6 separate regions of the Mus musculus genome follow, and all the other regions are linked to region 6. Evidence: chromatin contacts called from public ChIA-PET, HiChIP or PLAC-seq and promoter capture Hi-C data. All regions are on one chromosome and are shown on one strand. The core of a region is the stretch at or near the end of the contact, and the rest is flanking DNA. Distances in the headings are between cores, read along the strand shown.

The links. Promoter capture Hi-C pulls out the DNA fragments that hold promoters and counts their contacts. ChIA-PET counts read pairs in DNA pulled down with a chosen protein or histone mark. HiChIP or PLAC-seq counts read pairs in DNA pulled down with a chosen protein or histone mark.
Region 1: a promoter capture Hi-C map of pre-B cells shows a contact between it and region 6. The contact joins the enhancer-like site here to the promoter of Phlpp1 in region 6. A contact is called at or near these places in 6 of 39 promoter capture datasets (3T3-L1-derived adipocytes, the C10 cell line, fetal liver and 2 more), 1 of 484 Hi-C or Micro-C datasets (the G1E-ER4 cell line) and 1 of 115 datasets of contacts at active chromatin or transcription factors (stem cell-derived neural progenitor cells).
Region 2: a promoter capture Hi-C map of pre-B cells shows a contact between it and region 6. The contact joins the promoter of Pign here to the promoter of Phlpp1 in region 6. A contact is called at or near these places in 21 of 39 promoter capture datasets (the 3T3-L1 cell line, 3T3-L1-derived adipocytes, the C10 cell line and 15 more), 1 of 15 datasets of contacts at CTCF or cohesin (the NIH/3T3 cell line), 39 of 484 Hi-C or Micro-C datasets (B cells, the Ba/F3 cell line, CD4 T cells and 24 more), 9 of 115 datasets of contacts at active chromatin or transcription factors (the NIH/3T3 cell line, astrocytes, effector CD8 T cells and 5 more) and 2 of 9 other capture datasets (adipose tissue and liver).
Region 3: an RNA polymerase II ChIA-PET map of memory CD8 T cells shows a contact between it and region 6, with 104 read pairs. The contact joins the enhancer-like site here to the promoter of Phlpp1 in region 6. A contact is called at or near these places in 6 of 484 Hi-C or Micro-C datasets (CD4 T cells, CD8 T cells, the HL-1 cell line and 3 more) and 2 of 115 datasets of contacts at active chromatin or transcription factors (memory CD8 T cells and pancreatic cancer cells).
Region 4: a contact with region 6 is called in a FOXA1 HiChIP or PLAC-seq map of pancreatic cancer cells. The contact joins the enhancer-like site here to the promoter of Phlpp1 in region 6. A contact is called at or near these places in 1 of 39 promoter capture datasets (liver), 2 of 484 Hi-C or Micro-C datasets (muscle stem cells and pro-B cells), 3 of 115 datasets of contacts at active chromatin or transcription factors (memory CD8 T cells, pancreatic cancer cells and thymic regulatory T cells) and 2 of 9 other capture datasets (adipose tissue and liver).
Region 5: an H3K27ac HiChIP or PLAC-seq map of regulatory T cell precursor shows a contact between it and region 6, with 7 times the contacts expected there. The contact joins the enhancer-like site here to the promoter of Phlpp1 in region 6. A contact is called at or near these places in 2 of 484 Hi-C or Micro-C datasets (olfactory sensory neurons and pro-B cells) and 3 of 115 datasets of contacts at active chromatin or transcription factors (memory CD8 T cells, regulatory T cell precursor and thymic regulatory T cells).

Annotation. Positions count from the first base shown.
Region 1 is chr1:105,745,197-105,748,995 of GRCm38.p6, forward strand. It overlaps Relch (RAB11 binding and LisH domain, coiled-coil and HEAT repeat containing), which reads left to right. Exons shown (of 29, transcript NM_173187.4): 26 at 873-989. Among named protein-coding and RNA genes, the nearest start is that of Tnfrsf11a, 34 kb to the right of the region's middle. Within about 2 kb of position 2,230, at least 36 of the 459 cell types and tissues checked have an H3K27ac peak or open chromatin away from gene starts, as enhancers often do. A contact at or near this core is called in pre-B cells, where this site is marked.
Region 2 is chr1:105,661,240-105,664,932 of GRCm38.p6, forward strand. It overlaps Pign (phosphatidylinositol glycan anchor biosynthesis, class N), which reads right to left and starts at 2,437. Exons shown (of 31, transcript NM_013784.3): 1 at 2,261-2,437. It overlaps Relch (RAB11 binding and LisH domain, coiled-coil and HEAT repeat containing), which reads left to right and starts at 2,622. Exons shown (of 29, transcript NM_173187.4): 1 at 2,622-3,394. The coding sequence starts at 2,869.
Region 3 is chr1:106,513,441-106,517,569 of GRCm38.p6, forward strand. No RefSeq gene overlaps it. Among named protein-coding and RNA genes, the nearest start is that of Gm41928, 8.1 kb to the right of the region's middle. Within about 2 kb of position 2,316, at least 85 of the 459 cell types and tissues checked have an H3K27ac peak or open chromatin away from gene starts, as enhancers often do. A contact at or near this core is called in CD8 T cells, memory CD8 T cells and uterus, where this site is marked.
Region 4 is chr1:106,627,211-106,631,120 of GRCm38.p6, forward strand. The region is part of intron 1 of Bcl2 (B cell leukemia/lymphoma 2); the gene reads right to left. Among named protein-coding and RNA genes, the nearest start is that of Gm37053, 14 kb to the left of the region's middle. Within about 2 kb of position 2,456, at least 188 of the 459 cell types and tissues checked have an H3K27ac peak or open chromatin away from gene starts, as enhancers often do. A contact at or near this core is called in adipose tissue, liver, muscle stem cells and 1 more, where this site is marked.
Region 5 is chr1:106,599,627-106,603,498 of GRCm38.p6, forward strand. All of the region lies in intron 1 of Bcl2 (B cell leukemia/lymphoma 2), which reads right to left. Among named protein-coding and RNA genes, the nearest start is that of Gm37053, 13 kb to the right of the region's middle. Within about 2 kb of position 1,850, at least 47 of the 459 cell types and tissues checked have an H3K27ac peak or open chromatin away from gene starts, as enhancers often do. A contact at or near this core is called in memory CD8 T cells, regulatory T cell precursor and thymic regulatory T cells, where this site is marked.
Region 6 is chr1:106,170,415-106,174,110 of GRCm38.p6, forward strand. Phlpp1 (PH domain and leucine rich repeat protein phosphatase 1) reads left to right here and starts at 1,455. Exons shown (of 17, transcript NM_133821.3): 1 at 1,455-3,033. The coding sequence starts at 1,590. It overlaps Gm20753 (predicted gene, 20753), which reads right to left and starts at 1,110. Exons shown (of 3, transcript NR_040630.1): 1 at 926-1,110.

The DNA of each region.
Region 1 (3,799 bases), core at 980-3,479, 420 kb before region 6:
AGGAACCAAACCCCAGCCCTTTGCCCAATAAGCACCAAGTGCTCTTGACCACAGAACAATTGCTATAGTCCCTTGCTTCTATTTCAAACATCAGTTGTTTTATCTAGAACAATTTTCAGCTACTTGTCAGGGCCACTAGGAGTGTGCCATCATACTTTGGAGGCTTTCTAAAGACCCATATAAATCTACTTTGGTTTGAGTTGGCTTCCTTTGGTTTCCATACTCTGCCTGTCCCTGAACTAATGACAGTCTCTTGCCTCAACCTCCAAACACTGGGATTCCAGTCCAGGTTTCAATCCCCAGCTTCAGATTCTCTTTCTAGATTTACTTCAGGTCCAAGCATTTAAAAATGTATAAATAAATAAATAAATTTCTTTGCTTTAGCTGTTGTATCTGCCTTAAGATCTTATTTGAAAGTCTCCTAAAATCTAAATTCTATGTATTTATTTTATTTGCTATTTTAAATCTTTGCCTAATCACACTTGAATAAAAGACTTCTTAGGTATTGTATCTTATTTTTCTTTCCCACTGAAGATGAATTTTAGAATTATTCCCACCCTGGTTATGTGTTATGCTGTGTTCCTAGACATAAATTTCCTTATAAAAGATTACCACTGCTGTGTGTCTTGGTTCATTTGTTTATCATTTTTTCCAAATGGGAGATTGGGAGGTGAGGTGAAATCACCTGTCCTCAGAACTAACTGGACAGTAGCTATAGTGATAAAACCTCTGAAGTGACAAATCACTTAACTTAGAAAAACATACATTCTAGCCTTATAAGAAAAGGCATAATTATACATTGTAAAGTATGAGAGTTGTGTATATGTGATTGTGATAAAATTTAACAATTTCTTTTTTCTTTCCCTTTTCAGTTGTTATACCACATTTACATAAATTAGCCTTGGTGAACAACTTACAAATTGTAGATTCGAAAAAACTGGACATTGCGACTCATCTTTTTGAAGCCTACAGTGCACTCTCCTGTTGTTGTATCCTTGCTGAGCTGAACTATATTTGCTGATATAACCCACTATAAACCAGTGTAAACCCACAGAAAACCCAGCTGTAAAAATTGAGTAGACTTTTTGGCAGTTTTGATTCAATTTTGCCACAGCTGTTTACCTATCTCATAAGTTTTTAAAGTTCTTTTTAGTCCTCTGTTTATATTTTATAAAAATTATAAAGCCCTGATGAGTTTCCTACCCTGAGCTTTACTATACAGTGAACAGTAAATGCAGGGCAGAATGAATCTAGGCTTTCATGTTCTGGTATTGGATTTTTCAATGAATGTTTAACTTAACCAGTGAGATTCTATGAATTTCTCTTAGAGAAATGTTACTCTCTGGAGAAGTTCAGGGCCAACATGGTAGTCATGTCTATTAACCAAACCGGGAGAAAATCAGTGGTCCATATCAACCACTAGACTATAAATGATTAAACCAAGGCTTAAAGACTATAGTGACAACTTCTGCTTTCCATAGTTAAAAGCAAAACTGAGCTGGAACAATGAGCTTCAACTGTTCTGTTGAATCTTCTGTCTATACTATGTTTAGTAAAGAAAAACTAGGAAGGAAGTGAAGATGGGCCAAGTGAACTCTAGTCTCTGACTCTCAATAAAAGGAGAGTTCAAGAAAAGGAAATAAGGGGTTGGGAAGGGTGGAGAGCTGAATTCTCAATAGAACCACAAAAGCAAATTCTAAGCAAGTAATTAGAGAATTACATCACAGAAAAAAAGAAAAGAAAAAGATTAAACTTCCTAGTGGTTCTCATAGAGAAAGTCAGGTGCCAGGAAGAGTTTCAGAATACTGCAGTTCTGTGTTATATGCCAGGTCACAGTCCTCACCAGAGGGAGCAGGTCATTTGAAATACGATAAGGATGTTCTCCTGATTCATCAGTGCTGGATTTTTTTTAACTCGAGTATAACCATGGACGGTTGCTTTTGTTCAGTCTATGGGACTGTTAATACTCAGGAAGCAGGGTCCACTGCTCTGGACTATTACAAGTCAGTAACTGAGGACTGATTACGCATGGTCTACCTATATGGACACCATCAGCCATGCTTCTTATAATGTAGATCATACAGTAAGCAGAGGTCTAATATTTTAGTTTGATAACTAAACTCTGTGTCCTTTATAAGTTCTTTTCCACTAAAAGCAGAAGTCACTGTCACTCCTGATTCATCTTGCTGGATTTTTCAACTTAGAGAAGATAGAGGAAACAGATGAGGAACTAATGTTGTGAGTTGGCAAGGAGGAATCTTTTATGAAGAAGTGACAGAACTCTGGTGAGAGAAATATGATGGTGTGAGAATTAGTAGCTCAGCTGTGAAAGGGTCCGTTAGAAGTTAAGCAAAAACTAGTGTAATTTAATTAGCTAATAGTTTATAAAGAAATATGCTTCAAGGAAAGGGAAAAGTATCTGGACAACTTTAGCTGTGTAAACCAGAATTTTAAATAAGAAAACCAATAGTTTCTAAAGAACATAGAAACTTATACAGAGAAAGTGTCAAGTATTTAAGTATGTATAAACTATTGCTGGGATAGATAAATAAAAAGCCCCTTGCCAGGACAAGAAGGGGAAGAAGAGCCATTTTAGAGTAGCTCCCATTCAGTCAAGTACTGGGTTTGTTGTGCATTACTCCAACCTTACTTGAGTCAAGACTATAGCTATTAAGAAAGTCTCATTGCCCAGGTCTGTTCCAAAGCTGATTAGAACAAAGCTTCCTTGCAGAACTGACATAGGAAAGTTACAGGTAACAATAGGCCTAATAGCAAATCAAATGTCATGACATGCTTGAAGGACCTTAAAAATGTTTAAGCTGGAGAGTAGATGGCTTAGGAGTGATGAGAAAATTTGACAAGGTGTGTGTGGCAAGGAGAGACGAATGAATGCAAGTTGGTGCGCATGGAGGACAGCAGTTAATGTTGGGTGGCAAGTACTTTAAAGGAAGTTACAGAGAAGGAAGGTCATATACTGTATATATAAGGGATAGAGACAGGTTTTACTAATAAAAAAAAACTTTATTACAGAGCTATCCAAACTGCAAGAGCATGTCTTATGAATCTCTAAATGTCTTCTTGGCAGTCAGAGGTGTTTAATCATTTACCACTGAGGTAGAGTTGCTTTTAATATAAGATAGGACTAAATGATAGGCACATTTTCAGTCCTTGAAAATTTGATTTTATGAGGAAAAGATAGTCCCAACAAGTGAGTTGAAAGAATAACTTCCCTATTTTCTGTAAGTCTGGCCATCTTGAGCCTCCGTGCCTGGGTTTCAGTATTTCACTTTCTGCTAATGCAAAGGTCACCGCTTACATCTTGGAGGTACTTTCCCAGTATCTAGAAAACAAGTCTGTACAGTAATTAAGCTGGAGCCCTCTGTATCATGTATATATTTAAATTATGCATGCAAATTGTACACAGTGACACAGCACAAGTGCATGTGGAAGTCAGAAGATAACTTTCCAGAGTTGGTTTTCTCCCACCTTCGTACTTGTGTCAGCAATGGAACTCAGGTCACCTCAGGCTTGTGTAACAGGTGCTTTTAATACTGAGCCATCTCACTGGCCCTGTCTATATTTTAATAACTATTGAATTTACAAGTTACGCATTCATTATAAGAGCTTTGTTTATGACCATAGTGACATTTTCAAGGAAATAGTAATAGATCACATCCCTTTTTTTCTTAATTAAGTTCATTGTTTAAAAATTAAGCCAGTTTCATAAATGATCTCTTCTTTTTTTCACTTGAACATGGTGTTATTTTACACAAGAGCTACAATAAAAATATGCCCGAAT
Region 2 (3,693 bases), core at 1,187-3,686, 510 kb before region 6:
AGTATCCAGTATTTCATTGATTAACTGACTGTACTGGCTGGTTTTGTATGTCAACTTGACATAGGCTGCAGTTATCACAGAGAAAAGAGCTTCAGTTGAGGAAATGCCTCCATAAGATCCAGCTGTGGGGCATTTTCTCAATTAATGATCAAGGGGGAAGGCCCCTTGTGGGTGGGACGATCTCTGGGCTGTTTGTCTTGGGTTCTATAAGAGAGCAGGCTGAGCAAGCCAGGGGAAGCAAGCCAGTAAAGAACATCCCTCCATGGTCTCTGCATCAGCTCCTGCTTTCTGACCTGCTTGAGTTCCAGTCCTGACTTCCTTTGGTGATAAACAGCAATGTGGAAGTGTAAGGCGAATAAACCCTCTCCTCCCTAACTTGCTTCTTGGTCATGATGTTTGTGCAGGAATAGAAACCCTAACTAAGACACTGACCACACTAACATTTGCTGCCAACCAGCTACCAGGCACTGTGGCAAGAACATTCACAATTCTATGTACTTTCATTATCTCTCTGGGCAGATGAATGTAAGAGAAGATGGGAGAATTTAGGTCCAAACATTTTCAACGTCTCACAATAAATGATATGTATATGATGTGCCCTTCTATTATTTTAAGAGCAGTTTTCCTCAGGCACCCTAAAAGTATATTTCTAAGCATCGCCATTACAAAGAAGAAGAAAATACACATTTCTGCTCATGTTTTTCCCATGCCATTCACTAATCCTCCATTCCAAAATTTGGTTACATTTTTAATCTCTTTGACAATATCAAAGTTAGAACTGATACCCCCTTTTGCTAAGAAATGTGAAACATTAAAATATTGCTCATTCTATACTATTGCCATGTTACTGAGGATTTTTTTCCAGATTCATTAATAAATAGCACAGTACAGCATTTAGTCCAACGAATTGGAAGCTAAAAGTCTTATTTAAAAAAAAATCCTTACTACTAACACTATTTTTAAATTGCTTCACAATGTAGCAAGGGTCTTTATGGTCTTTTACTATTTGGGCTAACTTTCTCCCCATCTCCCGGTCTCCTATGCTCATTTAAACCACCCACCCCAACCTCCAGTATTCCCCCTCCCACCTTCATATCACATGTAACATACTTTAAAAGCTCCTGTTAAAAAGCCCAAATAATAACTATATAGTAATACCAACCAAAGAAAGCATTTCAGAGCCTCATTCAAATGAAATTTTAGTTTCCTGTGAGACTGATTAAACTGAAATTAAAACCTACACTTAACTGCTGGGATACTTTACATGTAAACCGGTAACCAGACCTGAGGTCATATAACAATGCTCTATTTTTATTTTCCACAAAGATAAAGGAGATACTTCATTATATATATCAGAGCAGATGGTTAGCACTGTTGGCTATTTATTTTGTTGTCTGTTAGGACCTGGTGTTAATAAGAACTTAATTCTAAAACCAGGAAAAAGTGGCATTCTATGTTTAACAAAATAGAAGATATGAGGGCTAGGAGTCTAATAGCGACAGGGAAACTTCTTATCACCTCAAACTACAATCAAGGAATAGCATAAAGGATAAATGATATTCCAAACCTACGAGTATAGTTATGTGCTAAATGTTTCATAAAGGCCATCAAATCTCTCTACAGAGTACAATTTTTTAAATCGCTAAAATTTGATTGATCCATAAAGAAAACCTCGATTCTAGCCTAAATGGACTTAGCAAGGTTTCAGGGGATTGTGGAAAAGAATGGTTTTGGACAAAAGATAGGTGATACTTGTTCCAACGAATGTGTCCTAGTGCAGTGGACATGACCAGGCCACTGAAGCGGCCCAGACAACTTAGTTGTACTGAAGAGATAGCGCTGATAGTTTGAAAAGTTCCTTTGATGTAAAGTGTATGTTAATTTCCATGGGTTTACATATTACTTAGTTTGTCGTCCAAGACCAGGCTGTTCACAGATGAGTGTAAAGGCATCTCGAAACTCAAATGTTGCAACTTCCGTCCAGGCTCTATCTGCACCCTTCAGCTTTCTAAGTCCTATTCCCGGACGGAGGGGGCGGGAAGGCGCCCTCCTTAACCACAAGGAGGCCATGCCGTCGCCAGATCTCCAGGGGAGAGAGCAGATGGCTGGGAAACTAGGGAAGAGCAAAGAAGCCAGATTCTGACCGCTGCTCAGAGCACTTGCTATCTGGGCGGTGACAGCAAACAGCGACAAAAAACTGAAGCGTGAAGGGAGAAGCGGGCGTGGGAACACCTTAAGTGCAAGGGTCCCGGGACTTTACCTGAGAACTATCCGGCTCAGGCCCAGTCTTGGGAACGGGACCTCCTCAGAACGAAGGCAGGACCCAGGGCGGTGAAAGATGTCGGGAGGGTTCCCTTCAACCCTCAAAAACCACAGCCAAATCGTACCCCTCAGCGACCTCCACCTCTACTGCTCCAGGGAACGCCCCCAACCTGCCCCAGGCCTTCGCTGCTCTCGCGATAACTCTCTGGCCAGGTCCTGTAACTCCAGCCAATCCTCGAGAGCTTGTGGGCGGGGTCTTATGTTTGAGCCTGGAGCGGTTCCTTCGATCTTGCCACTCCAAGGCCAGAGGTGGGTGGGGCTGAGGCGGGGACGGGGCGGGGCGAAGATGGGACCAAGCCAGTTCTCGCGAGACTAGGGACCAGGAAGACGCCTGCAGAGTCGGCTACTGGTGCAGCAGCGGCTGAGACGGGAGGTGCTGCTGCATACCGGGCTCCTGCCTCCCAGTCCGGCCTAGGCTCTAGGTGAGGAGAGGTGCGGTCGGCCTGGGCTGCCTAGGTGGTCGGCGGCTCTCGGGACCTAACGGGGATTCAGGCTGAGGGCCTGTCGGGCCAAGCAGGGAAGCACCCACATTCCTGACAGAATAAGATGGCGGCGATGGCGCCCGGAGGTGGTGGCAGTGGTAGCGGAGTAAATCCTTTCCTCAGTGATTCGGATGAGGACGACGACGAGGTAGCGGCAACCGAGGACCGGCGGGCAGGACTTCGGCTGGGTGCCGGGGTCGGCCTAGATCCTGGTTCTGCAGGCTCCCTGTCGCCACAGGACCCCATGGCCCTGGGAAGCAGCGCGCGGCCGGGGCTCGCTGTGGAGATGTCCGCCGCCCCGGCGGCTCCGGGGGGCAGCGGGGAGACCCCTGCCCGATTGTCAATCGATGCCATCGCCGCTCAGCTGTTGCGCGATCAATACTTGCTGACCGCCCTGGAGCTGCACACCGAGCTGTTGGAGAGCGGCCGCGAGCTACCACGACTGCGCGATTACTTCTCCAATCCTGGCAACTTCGAGAGGCAGAGTGGGACCCCCCCAGGGATGGGGGCGCCCGGGATCCCTGGCGCCTCCATCGTCGGAGGCGCTGGAGGTCGGGAACCGAGTACGACGTCGGGCGGAGGACAGCTCAGTAAGTAGGCGTCGCCTGTCACACCTGCAGATGGGGGATTAGAGTTGGAGTGCAGCTGAAGGGGATTGTGGGCGGGTACTGAGTCTAGGGTCGTCTTGAGAAGGGAGAGTATGTTGAGTGAGATGCGAGGTGTCCTGTGTACTGCAAACAGAAAGATCCTGCTGTAGCTCTTCTTTGCATTGGTTTCCGATCTTTGGCAGGTGTTGTACAGCTCCTGGCTCCCCGTTGGTGTTGGGACCTATAACATCAGGGTTTCCAGTTTATTGAGTATTATGGCACTCTAGAAAGCTTCCTTATTG
Region 3 (4,129 bases), core at 1,066-3,565, 340 kb after region 6:
TTTACCCTTTGATTTAATTTACTTGTGATTTTCATGCAGTTTTATTTTATGTGGCTAAAGCCCCATGCTTTCTATTACATGGTTGGATAGCCTGGTTCACACACACACACAAAAAAAAATCAAGTACTGAATTCTGTGCTACCATAGGCTTTGGGAGGAGGGGGAGGGTCTGTCCTGCTTTCTTATACCTATTGGATAAAGAGCTTTTCTGCCTGCCTTTCCTGGAGGGAGGAAGCCCGCTGTGACTAAGTGGACTTACATAACTAACTGCTGACTGACAGTGGTCCTCACTTCCGAGACTCACAGAAATGACATCCTTTGACATCCCAGGGCCACACCCATAAACAGGTCCCCATTCCGAAGTATATAGGTTTAACAGTACTTTCTGACCCATCTGTGATGTCTTTTTTTCTCAAAGTACGCTCACATTTTCCTAAATAATTAGCTAGTTAATCCCAGTTCCATTTTGTGAGTGGTCTTTCCATTCCCCACTGATGTGTGGCATAAACATTATCATGCATTAAATACTCATGCATGCTAAAAATAAAAAGTCATCTCAGCTCAGCGTTGTACATTAATCTGAGGCACTCAGAGGTAGTGTTTGTGAAATTGGAATGTCCTTCCTCTCCTGTCCTCCCCAGAGACAGAAAACAGAGGGAAGGAAGCCAGGCAAACATTAAACAACGTTGGCTGTGCTGGATCGTGTTTATGCCAGGAAAAAAAAAAAAAAAAAAAAAAAAAAAAACAGAATAAGATTGCATGATTTAAAGACTATTATGCCGCTGAAAGAACCTAAAAAATGAGCTGCTCTCTCTTTGGTACTTACTCCACACCCAGCTCTGTGAGAACAGTTTCGTGATGCTGTCAGTCCCATGACCACCCATGATGAGGTGTTTTGTACCATTGCCTTGATTTTAGACCTGAGAATGTGTGGCTTCTCCTACGTCTGTCAGAAGGGAGCCTCCCCAAGATGCAGCAAACCCAGCCAGTCAGCGAGGCACTGTGATGGTTCTTTGTCTGAGCTATTCTTCTCAACAAAGACATCAGACAATGACAAGCACAACAAAGACAATCCTGGTAGAGCAACAATGGGGCTGGGATGTAAAATGATGCACCCAGGCATTTCTGTGGGTCTCAGAAGTGAGGACCACTGTCAGTCAGCAGTTAGTTATGTAAGCCCTGAAGTCACAGCAGCCTTCCTCCCTCCAGGAAAGGCAGGCAGAAAGCTCTTCATCCAATAGGCTTAAGAAGGCAGGACAGAACCTTCCCATCCCCCTGAAACCCCATGGTAGCCCAGATAATTCAGTACTTGAATTTTTGTTAAACCTACTTCTCTTAATTATGTTTCTATTGCTGGGATAAACACCACAAATAAAAGCAGTTTTCGGAGGAAACCGGCTGATGGTCCATCATGAAGAGAACTCGGCACAGGAGCTCAAGGTAAGAACCTAGAATCAGGAACCGAAGCAGAGGCCATGAAGGAACATTGCTTACTGGCTTGTTTCCCATGGCTTGCTCGGCTCACTCTCTCTTATGTTTCACACCCACCTGCACAGGGGTGACACTGCCCCTACGAGGCTGGGCTCTCCCACATCAATCATTAATTAGGAAAATGGCTCACAGGCTTGCCTCCAGGCCAAGGTGATGAAAGCATCTTCTCACCCACGGTTCCTTCTTTCTAATGATGTCTAGATTAATGTCGGATTGACAAAAACCAACATGCACACTAGTAGACTTTTGGGGTGTTTACATTGCTTAGAACTAACTATTCATTTACCTGTTATTTGTTGATTGTCTCCACAGTCCAACCAGAGGCCATACTGTGGAGACATATGGTAAGGTCCTCAAATGACCCTGGGACACACACAGGTCCAAGTCAAGGCTATGGGAAGTATTATGAAGGCAACATGGATCCTGGCTGTCAAGGGCCACGTTCTTTCTGAGTTTAGGGTTCTGTTGGTAGTACAGAAGAAGCATGCCAGGGATTTAGGTCACATATTGAGAATCTTATGACTCTGAAGCCTACTTTGTTACTTCCTTCCATCTAAGTACTAGTTAGGCTCAACGCTGCCCAGCTTCCAAGCCCAGTATGTTCAGAGTGGCTGGGCTGCCCTAGACTTATAATGCTGGCTGGCTGTACAGTAAGCACAGCCTCTCTCACCTCTTGGTATTCCTGCATAGCCACCCCCTCCGTATCCCTGCACAGACCTCCCCTCCCCCCCCCGTCAGTATCCCTGCACAGCCTCCCCCACCCTCAGTATCCATGCCAACCCCAGAGATGAGTGATTTGCTCCAGTTTTGTCAGTTCAAACCACATCCTGCCCATTTCCACTTTCCACAACCGGCTCATGACACCGGTGACTCTAAGATGTGGCAGGCTTCTGGGCCAAGAAACAGCAGAGATCTGTTTCGCAGAAGTGAAAATCATCTAGTGGTCACCCATCAGGTAAGCTTTCCCTCCCCAAGTCCCCCATCTGCAGATGAGGCTGACACTCAGCCTGCGGTCACCAACTTAACCATAGCTTTCCCCTAAAGGAAAGTTAAGCCTGAGGCAGGAAGGTCAGTGGTGCACTCACGAAGGAGCTACACTCATCTGGTTCAAGGCCTGAAGCCAAGAATGTAGCCTCCCATAGTTGGTAAGGACACAAAGAGAGCATCTCTTCACTTTACAGATGGGGGTGGGGGGAGTTAGTTCAGGGGCCAGACTGATAGAGGCAGAAGCTAAGCTGGAACCTCAGTCAAGTTCACTCAAAGACAATCAGTTTGGCCCAGGTCTGTGAGTTATCATTGAACTGAGGAGTTAGGTGACCAAACGATGCATCTCATAGCTGGACACTGTCTATTAAAAGCCAGCAGAAGGGCAGTTACTAGTTTAGCAAACAGCACAGAAGTCATGCTTAAGGTGTTAGGTGATCAAGGACACCAATACAAATAAACATTTTAAGGCCGGGTAGGGTGGCACACACCTGGACGTCCTGGCAATGAGGAGGTGAGGACGGGAGGATCATGAGTTCAAAGGTAAAATGAGCCATCTATCAAAAGTGTACCTTTAAAAATCAAAATAGAAATCAGAATAAATAATTTGAAGGAATTTAACACTTGAAGTGGAAGAAAAAGAGGAGGATGGGGAGACAGAAAGCAGAAGAGGAGAGGCAGGAGATGACAAGATGCAACACTCAGGAGGTCATTCTGGGCTAAAGAGGTGGCTCAGTGGCTTTTCCAGAGGATTCAGGTTAGCTTCCCAGTACCCATGTCAGGTGGCCTCACAGCCAGCTCAAGTCCACAGACATGAGACCAGACACCCTCTTCTAGCCTCAGTAGACATCTGCATACATCTACAAATACCTTTATACTCTCTCTCTCTCTCTCTCTCTCTTTCTCTCTCTCTCTCTCTCACACACACACACACACACACACACACACACACACACAGACAATTTACAATTTTTAAATAAATAAGTCAATTAAAAAGTTGTCAAAGAAGTCATCATGAAAAATAGACCTTTGAAGAATTCTTAATCCTATGATTTGAAGGAGGCGGGTGCTAGGAATGAAACTCATGGCCTTGTCCATGTTAGGCAAAAGCTCTACCACTGAGCAGTTGTTCAGCCCCTTTGCAATTGTTAAATGCATTCGAGCAAGCACTGCCATCTTCTGAATGTTCCGGGAAGAAAACCAATCAATAGTTTGGAAGAACTGTAGCCTCAATCAAGCTTGGGATGTTGGAATCCACAAGACCAGGGATGACCTAGATGGCCAAATGGTCTCCAAATATACAGCCATGACCCCTTGTCCAACAGGCAGTCCAGGCTGGTGAACATACAGGGCCTGTCTCTATGCACACTGACCACAATAAATATTGATTTTCACCAGTGCTGGGTTTCCTTATCTTTCAAGGGTGTGATATGGCCCCTAACTGCTTAACTTATTAACTTGGCTTTCCATTCCCATTGAAAAGCAGAGGACAAAGCAGAACTGTAAGGGGCATGCTTGAGTGTGTGTGCACATGCATGTGTGTATGTAGATGCCTGCATGTGTTATGTGTTTGTGTGCATGTGTTGTGTGTTTGTGTTCATGTGTTGTGTGTTTCGGTGTGCATGTGAGTGTTGTGTGTGTTCATGGCCTCTCA
Region 4 (3,910 bases), core at 1,206-3,705, 460 kb after region 6:
AAGGACTAGTGATGATGCAGACGGCCTGTGGCCTCCACAATGGGTTGTAGGTCACCATTTCCCTGCTCAAAGCTCACTTGTCACACCATCAGCACCACAACACTCACTGAGTCATTCCTTTAACACAAGGAACTGGCACTTGAGGGAAGCATGGTGGGGTGGGGGTGGGTGGAGGAGAGAAACCTCCTTCTTAGGAAAGGCAATGACATAATCCCATAAAAAGGGAAGCAACCAGCTGCTCGCGCCGGTCATCTGATGTCTTTTCAATGGGCCTGTAACTCACTTCGGAGAGGTTGTATCTCTATTTCACATCTGCTGAGGAGGAAGGAGAGGTCAGAGGAGGAGAGAGAGGAACACCATTCAGCCAGTGGAGTTAAGGACAGGCGTTCCCCTACAATGACATCTGACCCTATCTTGCCTGGGGTGGGTATCTTACTCCTCTTTCAGCTCTTATTATTTTTTTTGTTTAGACTTTTATTTATTTTGTATGTGCATTTATGAGGGTATGTCACATGGGCAAGGTGCTTGCAAAAGACAGGAGAAGGTGTCAGATCTCCTAGGAGTAGATATGCAGGTAGTTGCACATTATCTTACATGGATGCTGGAAACTATGCGTGCAGCAAATACTCTTAATTGCTGAGCTTCCTTGTTTTCAGGTGTGTGTGTGTGTGTGTGTGTGTGTGTGTGTGTGTGTGTGTGTGTGTGATTGGCTACCTTCAAATTTACTATGTAGCTGAGGGTGACCCTGAACTTCTGGTCTTCCTGTCTCTACTTTCCAAATGCTAGGATTAGAAGCATATAGTACACCAATAAATTTATTCATAGAATGTATAGATTGGGTCACTTAGTCCCCATAGAAGCATCCAGATGTAATTGTGGGTAAAATGCTCAGCTAGACTTTTTAAGCCAAGAGACCAGCAAAGCTATTCATAAAGTATGGACATATGCTTCATGCTAGCAGACACACACACACACACACACACACACACACACACACACACACACACACGTATATATATTTAACTCTGCCACAGAGAATTCACAGCTTTAGGAATGGCTACAGGTATACTACAGAATCCAGTTTTCCTAAGTTAAGACCCCCATGAGGTTCACATAAATGAATGTGAGAGTCACAAAAATTGGCAGCAGTGAATGATTTCTGTACATCCTATGACCCAATATTAATTCAAGATCAAATGGGAACTGAATCATAGCATTTTTGCAGTGTTCCTCTTTTGATCACACCACAGCTTCAGTTCTGAACTCCTGTGTTCTCAGCAGCAGGCATGCTGCAACACCATGCAATGTTAGAAGTACCTCAGCTTCAAGACCACTAGCTAAGAACACATTGTATACTCAATACTGTCTGCTTTTATAGAAATATTAATAGTTTAATTATGGAAAGCAAAGACTTTTAATATTTTTCTACCATTACTCCTCAGTATATTTTAGTTGTGTTATATTCAAGTGTTTGATTTGTAAATTGCTATTTGAATTGTTGATTGCATTTTTCAGAATAAATCAATCAGTAGAGGAGGAGGAAGAAGAAGAAGAAGAGGAGGAGGAGGAGGAGGAGGAGGAGGAGGAGGAGGAGGAGGAGGAATCCGCAGCAGCATACAGTGCACTCAGTTTACTGGTGAGTGAGGTCAGGGTCTTGTAAGGCCAGGCAAGCACAGCAGCCTCATCCCCAACCCAGCTCCCTGCATTGAACACTAGGGGGAGAGTCCTGGAGTCAGTGCAATCCTAGCCTCTGTTGTTGTGGGGAATTCCTTTTCCTTTTCTTTTAAAATCTGCAGCAGGAACTTCAGCATCTTCCATGTACACAGGGTGTATGTAAGTCTCACTCTCTGACTTGCCACTTTGCTCTTCAGTCCTCCATAAATACACAGATGCCCAGAAGTAGTGTTCATTAACCTGTTTAATCTCCATCAATGCCATCCCTCAGACCCCTAGCCTACCCTCTCTCCTGTTCCATCTTGGGTTGCCTATAGACTGTTCTAGAAGGAGGTCTAAGCCCCTGCCATCTTGAAGGAGAAGCCAGTAATGGGCTCCATCCCATTAGAGGAGTAAACATGCTGGCTGTGGGAGTGGTCTGGACCAGGAGCTTCTCCCCAAAGCAGTACCACATGCACATTTGAGGCTGCAAATAAGAAAGAATTTTCTGGCTGGAGGAACTGCTAAATAGCAGGGTGGGTAACCAAGGGAGGTCCCGGAATCTCCTCTCGAGATCTTTGAAACTAAGATACAATCTCCCATGTCTGCGATAATTTTTTGCAGTCCTGACTAGAGACAGATGGAGGAGGTGCCTCACAGAGACTCCTCCCTAGGCCTGTGATCTGCCTCTTGCCTTCAGTTTGGGCTAAGCTCCTGGGGAGTCGCTTCCCGGGGAAGCTCTGGGATGTAGAGCAGGCTTGTTTACATCAGCCTCTCTTCCTCACACCTCTTTCCTTGTTCTCAGATGGAAAGCTGGTCAAAGGTCAGGGTTGCCCAACTGCCCACACATAGTTTGGTAGTAGCATCAGACTCCGGCAAAACAGAGGGTTGATTCTAATGTCTGTGCATCTACCCCAAGCTCAGAACCTGGGTGAGAACAGAGACAATTAGCTTTTGCTAACAATCCATTCCAAATGAGAATATGATCCCGCTAATTGATTTTAAATAGATTTTTAAAAAGGATCCTTGGCCGTACTTCATCCTGAATACAACAGAGTTTCAAAAGTGTTCATTCCAGGGTTGGTTTCTTTCCCCCCTTTCTTCTGGCTTAAACCCCAAATGGCCAAGATCCCAGTCTGAATAAACAGTGTGGGTGGTGACTGTTCTGTGGGGCCCTGTAGAGGATGCAATCACTTTCCTTCTCTGCTCAGCATTAAATCATGTAAAAGTAGCTGGGGACTCCACCACCTCCTCACCAAGGAACCAAGGGGGCAGCTTAACGTGTATTCTTTGCCCAGGGAGGGATGGAGCAGGAAAGGATTTCTCCTAGCTGTGAGCATTTGATTATGCATAAAGTTCATTGACCTCACAGGCAGCTGTCAGATGATCTTGCTAAGGCCTGTGAATGGCATCCCAGGAATGCAGTGATGTGGGCAGAAACCCAGTGAGTTCATGCCACCAAGTGCTTTAAATGGGACAAATGAGTGGCTGACCAGAATGCCTCCAGTGGGAACAGAACCAGAGGATAATCAGTAATTCAATATCACCTAAGCATTGCTGGATCTTCAAAAGTGATCCCTGGAAATCAGAAACTCGGGACAACTCCCATAGGGTCCTGAGGGGGTTGGGAGGCATGGTAATGGGAGGCTGAGTGGGAAGCCAGTCTGCAGGGTTACTGCTGTAGCAGGCTGCAAATAAGGCACTTTCAGTATTCCCTCCCTTCTTAAAAGGTAATGCTTTCTGCCTTTCCTGCCACTGACACCAGAGGAAACCGAGGAAGCAATACATTCCTAAGGACGCTGTGGGGCTTGAAGGGGACAGTGGAGTCTCTGTTTATTTAGACAGTTTTGATATAATACAGCCCTACATGTGTATGCAGTAAGTATACCTACTTGTCAGTAAATGCCCTGAAATACTTTTTATGCAAAGTGGGCTGCTACATTCTCCTCTTTTTCATCCTATCTGGGGCAGCCTCTGCTCTACAGGCAACCGGGGTATGGAGTATGGGAAAGTGTTGGACCCAACTGGTCTCTGCTTCTGGGTAAAAGGAGACAGGGAGTTCCCATCAGTGCGGTCAGATGGTTAAGGGCTGGGGGGTCTCTGACTCTGGAGGAACTTGAACTACTTGGGCTTGGTGCTTCTTCAAACACTTCTGTTACCTTGTTGAGTATTTGATAGTTTCTTTCAGTAGCTTTCTCACCTAATGCACTCACTTTATCTATCAAAATATTATGCTTTGCATGGGTAAATACCTCAC
Region 5 (3,872 bases), core at 600-3,099, 430 kb after region 6:
TGACTCAAGAACTCCCAAGGTGGCTCTTGCTGTCATCTTCTGCTGTAGCCCTGCAACCCGGTGTCAACCACTGAGTTTTCAGGAGTGGCAGCTTTAGTGCAATAACATCTGGAGGTGTCAGACATGTCTACAGTTAGTTTTTTGTATCTTCACAGATAGCAATTCAGGGAGAATATCAAAGAGAAGGAAGGAGGTGGGAAGTAGGAAGGGAGGAGCAGAAGGAAAGAATAGAAGAAAATCTTTTGATAAGATAATGTAATATTCAACCTCCTATCCTTATGAATGTCAAATCATCATCAAATATTTTAAATGCAGATGAAAATCATTTTAATGAGACTGGAGAGGTGGGGTATATACCCAGGGAAAGCATTATTTTGTTGGCAAAGCAGATGGCGGGTAGAGGAGAAATATTAAACCAGGGAAAGCCTTGGGTTAAGCAAGGCTGTCCATTGGGTTGGGATTTTCTCCATGGAAAATCTTAAAGTGCTTAGTATAATATTGCTTCAAAGGTAGATTCCATTGGATCTTTTAGGTTATTTGGACTTTATTTTGTAAGAAGTTATGTTTGCTTTCGTAGCTCAATAAAGTAGCTGCAAGTCGAAGGAGAGAACTCAGGTGCTGTAAGAAGAGGGCTTTAAGTCACTAGGAGAGAGTGTGTGTGCTAACAAAAGGAAGGCCAGACAAAGCAAGGCAGCCACGTACTCATACCCACCACACACACACACTCCACATACACACCTACACACACACATACATACACACAAGCACACACACATACTCACACACTACATAATCACTCATACTATAACACACTATACACACATCCTACACATGCCCATACTACACATAAATGTATACACTAAACCTGCATCACACACATCTCCACACATACCCTCTACACTTACACTACAACACATTACACACATCCTACACATACCTACAATATGCACAAATGTATATACTATACACATATCACACACCCTCACACATAAACATACTACGCACACACTGCCATAGTCCACACAAACACTACACACACTCACACTGCAACACACTACAATCACCCCCTATACAGATCCACACTGCACACAAATGTACACATTACATACACATCACACATACAGTCACATACTCTAGTCATACACACCACACATCTCACACACACACACACATCACACACACAGACACACACACACACACCTTTGAAGTAGGCAGAACCACACCTAAGCTTTAAGGATTCTGAGCGTCTGAACACACACATCTTACTGTTTTCAGACTCTTCCTGTTTTGTTTGCTGGAGTTTATTTTTGCCTTCACTCTGCAGAAAGCCTCACAGATAGGCTGGGTGATTTTGTTGTGTAGAAACCTCACCTCCTTAAATTCTCAGAATGCAGGCAGACACCACTACCGGTGTTCTTAGAGTTAGAGTCACACAACTCCTCGCACCAAACAGCAAAACCAAACCCACACTGCGTTAGGATCCCTGCCTTTATTTCCATGCAGCTTTTTCTTTATGACACAGGAAACCAGATAGGAGGCACCAGTGAAGATACCAAACAGTGGGCTACTAAAATGTTCTCTGCAACACGTATAGCAGTTAAGTGACAGATTCATCCTCAAAGGTATGATATCATCTGACCCTTTACAAACCTTGCATCAGACAGGAAGATTCTAGACACTTTTGTCACTTGTTAAAATTGATTCGGGACAATAAATTCTGACAAACATAATTTTTAAGGGACTTATAAAAATGTATTCTCATCTTTCTCGGTAGCATGATAGCCAAAGGCTAAAAATGACAGAGATAGGATGTTGAGTCACGTGATGGCTGTCATATAAGACTGGGGAGCTTGCTGCAAGGTGTGCCTGGATGGACCAGGCATCTTCTGTTAGCTGCACAAAGAACTGGTGCCGCAGAGGAGAACACTCAGAGGGGTAAGGGCTGTTCTTTCTGAAGATCTTTGGTTCCACTGCTACACTGATACCCAGTTGACTACAGTATACTAACAGACCATTGTTAGCTTCATGCAGAATTTTCTTTCCCAAGCTGCTTACATCTTGAGCATGTAACAAGTTATTGTAAGAAAAGCCTACATTTTCATCCAACACTGACATTAAGACTTACTTAATATAACTAGAATGTTTGGAAACTCAGATTCCCGAAAGTCAGTTGAACCTCACAAACCTCTCTATGCCCACCACCCCAAAGATCTACATGGGTGAATGATAACCAATATATATATATATAACTGAATGAAAGAGACTATTACACATACTGTCAAAGAAGGCATGGCTTTGAAATAGGGTTTATTACACAGATAATTAAAGGCCAAGTGTGGTGCCATGTCCCTTTAATCCCAGGACTCTGGATACAGAGGCAGGTGGATCTCTGAGTGTAAGGTCAGCCAGCGCTACATTCAACAACAACCACAAATTTATTTAGTTGGTTAGTTGGCTTTCTGCTACTCTAACGAATGCCACAAATAAATGAATTTAGTTAGGAGGGAAGGTTTATTTTAGCCCATAGTTCTTTGGCCCATTTCTTTGGAACTGTGGCATCTCAGTACTCTATATGAAGGGAGGTCTGTTCACCTATGGTGATGAGGAAACAAGGAAATGAAGAGGATCCATTAGGGGTTCCAATATCCTATCCAAGGACACATCCCACCGACATATCTTCCTCATACTATATACCCCAAATTCTAAAGGTCTTACCATCTCCCAATAGTGCCACAGGCTGGTGACCAAGCCTTCAACTCGGGCTTTGAGCGGGGGAGGGATCACTATATCAGCATATTCCCTCACTTAATGGATCAAATGCTGACTGCGTAAGTCTATAAAAGCTAGCTTTACTAGAATTCACAGCCTGGTTGTGGAGAAGACACCCTGAGACCATAACTAAACTGTTTGAGTCTCAGTTTACTTGTATGTGAAATAGAGAGACTTGGCAAATCATTTCCAAAGTTACTTTCAGCCCCATCATTCTATGACTAAATATTAATGTGGGCTCTGCCCTGTAAAAGACACTCTGCTAGATGCCATGCAGCAAACGAACAAGCAGAGACACGATCCAAACCGTGCCTCTTCCTGTTTATGGTGTCATTGCTTGGCTGCATTTCCAAACGGCCATCATAGCTACTTTGATTTGGTCTCAAGTTTCTCTTTAAATGTATGCCTCTCTTTGATGTTTAGAGATTCTTAGTCAAGTGGAGCTTGTGCCTATTTGAGTGAGCTCTGCCAGTCCGTCCCTATCTTTACCTTTGCCTTGCATTTCCTCTGCTGACAGGGTTTGTTTTCTTGGCACCAAACACCAGTGAGCAGCTTTGCAGTAAGGAGTAGGTATGCCCAAGCTGCCCTCTTTTTTTTTAAGGTCCAGATCCATATAGTTTCCTCTGCTCCCCAAACTGGGTCCTTTTCCCTCTCTTCTCTCTCAAGAACCAGCATGTTGGCCCACAGCCTACAGCCTGCATGAGCGACCTGTTTTAAAATCTGTGCATGTCGGACCTGTCAACATCCAGGCTCGGGAAAACAGACTGCCCTTGAGCAGAGCAGCTTTGCTAATCAATCATGCTTCAGAGAGTGGGCGGTTTGTACACAGGGACCACTTTGCTGTGACCAAGCGCCTATGAAAACATCTGAGGGTGAATTCAAGAAAAGGCAAAACAGTGTACTTTTCACGTCTGCTGCAGGAGGGCTGGGACAAGGTTTTATTTAAAAAACAACTCCTCCTTCCTGAAGGCCAAAAGTAGGCACACGGACTCAGACAGAATTCCTCTCAAGATTTACTGCGGACAGAGATAAGAGTTGAGTCTCTGCTTAGACACTGTATGTGAGGGCAAGTACAGAAACATGACCATTCCATTGTATGGTTA
Region 6 (3,696 bases), core at 205-2,704:
AAGTTCTTCCTGTTTTAGTCTATCGAGTGTCAGGAAGAACTTAATTTAAAAAAATTATTATCATTATGTATAGGAATGATTTGCCTGGAATATGTCTATGCATTACATTGGAGCACTGTCTTCAGGGTGAGCTATTATATGGGTCTTCTTGAAGAGCAGCCCACGCTCTTAGCTGCTGAGCCCTCTAACTCCGGAAAAAGACTTTTAATTAGTGTCTACATCTGCAATGCCATCATGAGAGTGGCAACTCAATGACCAACGTTTATCAAATTATTTCAAATAGTTAATTGCCCTAAACCAGCTTGGTTCAACCAATAAAAAAATGTTTATAGATCATACAATGTAACAGTAAACACCCATACAACATAGGTAGAGCGTAGGTGGTGAGCAGTTTGTGGACGGAAGTATGGAGAACAGACTAGACTGGGAAACCTTGTCTCATTCACCCTTTCTACCCGGCCCCGAGTGCGGAAAGAAAAATCCAGAAAGAACCAAGAGAAAGCAAGTCTATCTCCTATCCCACTATGACTCCATTTTAATATTTCTTCCTTCGTCCACTGCTTTGTGTCGTTAAGCTTCTTTTAAGCTTAAAACCAACGGGATACAAGGCTCCAAGCAGGTCCTTAGCTATTTCTGTCCTAATAGGGGAGGGAGTAAATGGGTTTAATTTGAGTGCAAACACTGCTAGCTTTCATGGGCCTTGAAAAAAGTGCGGAAAAAGTCAGGAAGACGGGGCCAGCGATCCTGTGAACTGTGTATGTATTTTTGTCTCATACAAAGGCCTTACCTAGAGTTTAGAGTTCCTAAAAACTCTCAATTTCAATTAGCCAGGAAAATAAAACTCATCTGGCAAGCAGGAGAGGATCAAGTTAATGAAAAACGTTCACAGGACACAGAGTTCAACGGCAGAGGGCACAATACCCACCAACAAGGGCCAGAAGCTGGAGGAGAGGGTGGGCAGAATTTGATGATATCTGGGCCTTGTAGTTCGCTGTTGGTCTCTTCTGGGTATCCTCGACACGAAGATGAACTACAACCCCCACTGTGCAACGCGAGCCCCTCTCGCCACCTCTCCTCTATGGCGAGGACAAACCTCCTGGGAAACAGCTCCGCCCCACCCCCGTACGCACGCGTCACGTTTGTTTACCCTGAGGCCCCGCCCCCAGCCTCCCGCTCTCCGCAGAAATGTCGTCATGCTAACGATGCATATTCATGATCAACTCCGCCCCGCCACCGCCCGCCTTCCCGCGCTTCATTAATATTCATGAGGCGAGCTCGGGCCGCAGCTCCCGGGAGCTGAGGCTGTCCAGCAGCGGGCGGGGCCTGGCGCTGGGGAGCCCGCGACCCGCGGGGAGGGTGTGTGTGGGGGGGCGGTGGCGGCGAAACGGGCGGGCGGCGCGCGGGATGGAACACCGAGACACCGACGGAATGCTCCGGATCGCCACATAATCCTCTGGAGCGGCCGCGCCGAACGCCATCGGCGTCTCCGTTCTCTTCGCGCCGCCGCCGCCGCCGTCTCCCACCTTCGCCTCACCTCCTCCTCCTCCGCTGCCTCCGGAGCTGGGGGAGCGACGTGAAGCCCCGCTACGATGGAGCCCGCCGCTGCAGCCCCGGCACAGCGACTCGCGGACCCCACGGGTGAGGACCAAGCCCTGGCGGCGGCGGCGGCCGAGGGCGGCCGGTGTCCGGATCCCGCGCTGAGCGCGGCGGCCCCGAGCGGCGGGAACGGCGGCGCGGCGCGAGAGGAGGCCCCCTGCGAGGCGCCGCCGGGGCCGCTGCCCGGCCGCGCCGGAGGCACCGGGCGCAGGCGGCGGCGGGGAGCTCCCCAGCCCGCGGCCGGTGGGGCCGCTCCGGTGCCCGCGGCCGGCGGCGGCGCCAACTCGCTGCTGCTGAAGAGAGGGCGGCTGAAGAGGAATCTGTCGGCCGCCGCCGCCGCCTCGTCGTCCTCGTCGCCGTCCTCGGCGTCTTCGGCCGCTGGCGGCCTCCCGGCGTCCTGCTCGGCCTCGGCGTCGCTGTGCACCCGGAGCCTGGACAGGAAGACGCTGCTCCTGAAGCACCGGCAGCTGCTTCAGCTGCAGCCGTCGGACAGGGACTGGGTGAGGCACCAGCTCCAGCGGGGCTGTGTGCACGTCTTTGACCGCCACATGGCCTCGTCCTACCTGCGCCCAGTGCTCTGCACGCTGGACACCACGGCCGCCGAGGTGGCGGCCCGGCTTCTGCAGCTGGGCCACAAAGGCGGCGGGGTGGTGAAGGTGCTGGGCTACGGGCCGCCTCCCGCCGCCGCCCCTGCCGCCAGCGATCAGACCCTGGACGGAGAGCACGGAAGGGACGTGGAGCCACCGCCCTCGAGCGGCACTGTTGGTGCTGTCCGGGGCCCTGCGCGCGCGCCTCCCGCCGATCTGCCGCTGCCCGGGGGCGCCTGGACGCGCTGTGCACCCCGCATCAGCCCCGCGCCTTCGGACTCCAGCCCCGGAGAGCTGTTCGCGGGCGGCCCCGGGTCCCCTCCCCGCGCCCCGCGCCCGGCCTCTGACACCGAGAGCTTCAGCCTGAGCCCCAGCGCCGAGAGCGTGTCAGACCGGCTGGACCCCTACAGCAGCGGCGGCGGCGGCTCCTCGTCGTCGTCGGAGGAGTTAGAGGCTGATCCGGCCATGCCCCACCGCCCCGGCCGCCCCGCGCAGCCTCGGCCGCCTTCCCCGAAGACCTCGGCTTTACTGCAGCCGAAAGCCCCGACGGGCGTAGACAGCACTGGCGTGATAGCGGGCGAGGGTCCCGGAGACGATAAGGCGATGGCAGCCGCAGCTCCGGACGTTCCTCTGTCGACTTCGGGGAGGATACGGGAGACCGTGCAAAAGACATCTCCGCCCTCCCTGTATGTACAGCTCCATGGAGAGACTACCCGGCGCCTGGAGGCGGACGAGAAGCCATTGCAGATCCAAAATGACTACCTCTTCCAACTGGGATTTGGGGAGCTGTGGAGGGTGCAGGAGGAAGGCATGGACTCAGAGATTGGCTGTCTCATTCGATTCTATGCAGGTAAGGAAGTTGCCTGCATGTTTATGCATGGCTTCGAACCTTGGCAGGGATCGATAAATGATTCCAGGGGCCTGGTGAGTCTGTCTGACACTCTTTTTCTAGCTTGTTCACATGCCGCCTGTGCAAGTACTAAATTGAGCATTCTTGAAATCTGCAAGGTTTAGAGTGTCCAGGCCTGAGGTTGGAAAGCCAGGTGGACAAGGTGACAAAGTCACCTGGAAATACAGGAAACAGGTAACACCCTAGAGGGGTACCAGTCCCTAACTTTAAAGGTGGTTTCCTCCAGGCCTCTGCTCTGGTTCGTTGGGTTGCAGGCGTTTTGGGATTCCAGGTAACTCCTTGACACTTTAATATAGACAGAGGACAATGACCAACGAAAAAATGCTCCATGATGCCTTCCTCTATTCAACTGTCCACAGTTTACCATTCGTAGACAGTAAAGTGCAGCGTGGGCCTCTTGGGAACTTTGTTCTTGTCAACTGATGCTCTTGTTTGTTCCACTGTCTGCCACGCGTGCGTATTTGCTCGCTGAGTCCTCATTGACACCTGAGAAGTGGGTATGTTCCTTGTTTTGGGTGCTGCTTACCTTCTGCCCTCTTTCATTGCTTTATTTCAGTTTCCAAGTTTGAATCTTAAAAAAAAAATGAATTGGCCTGTTTCTGA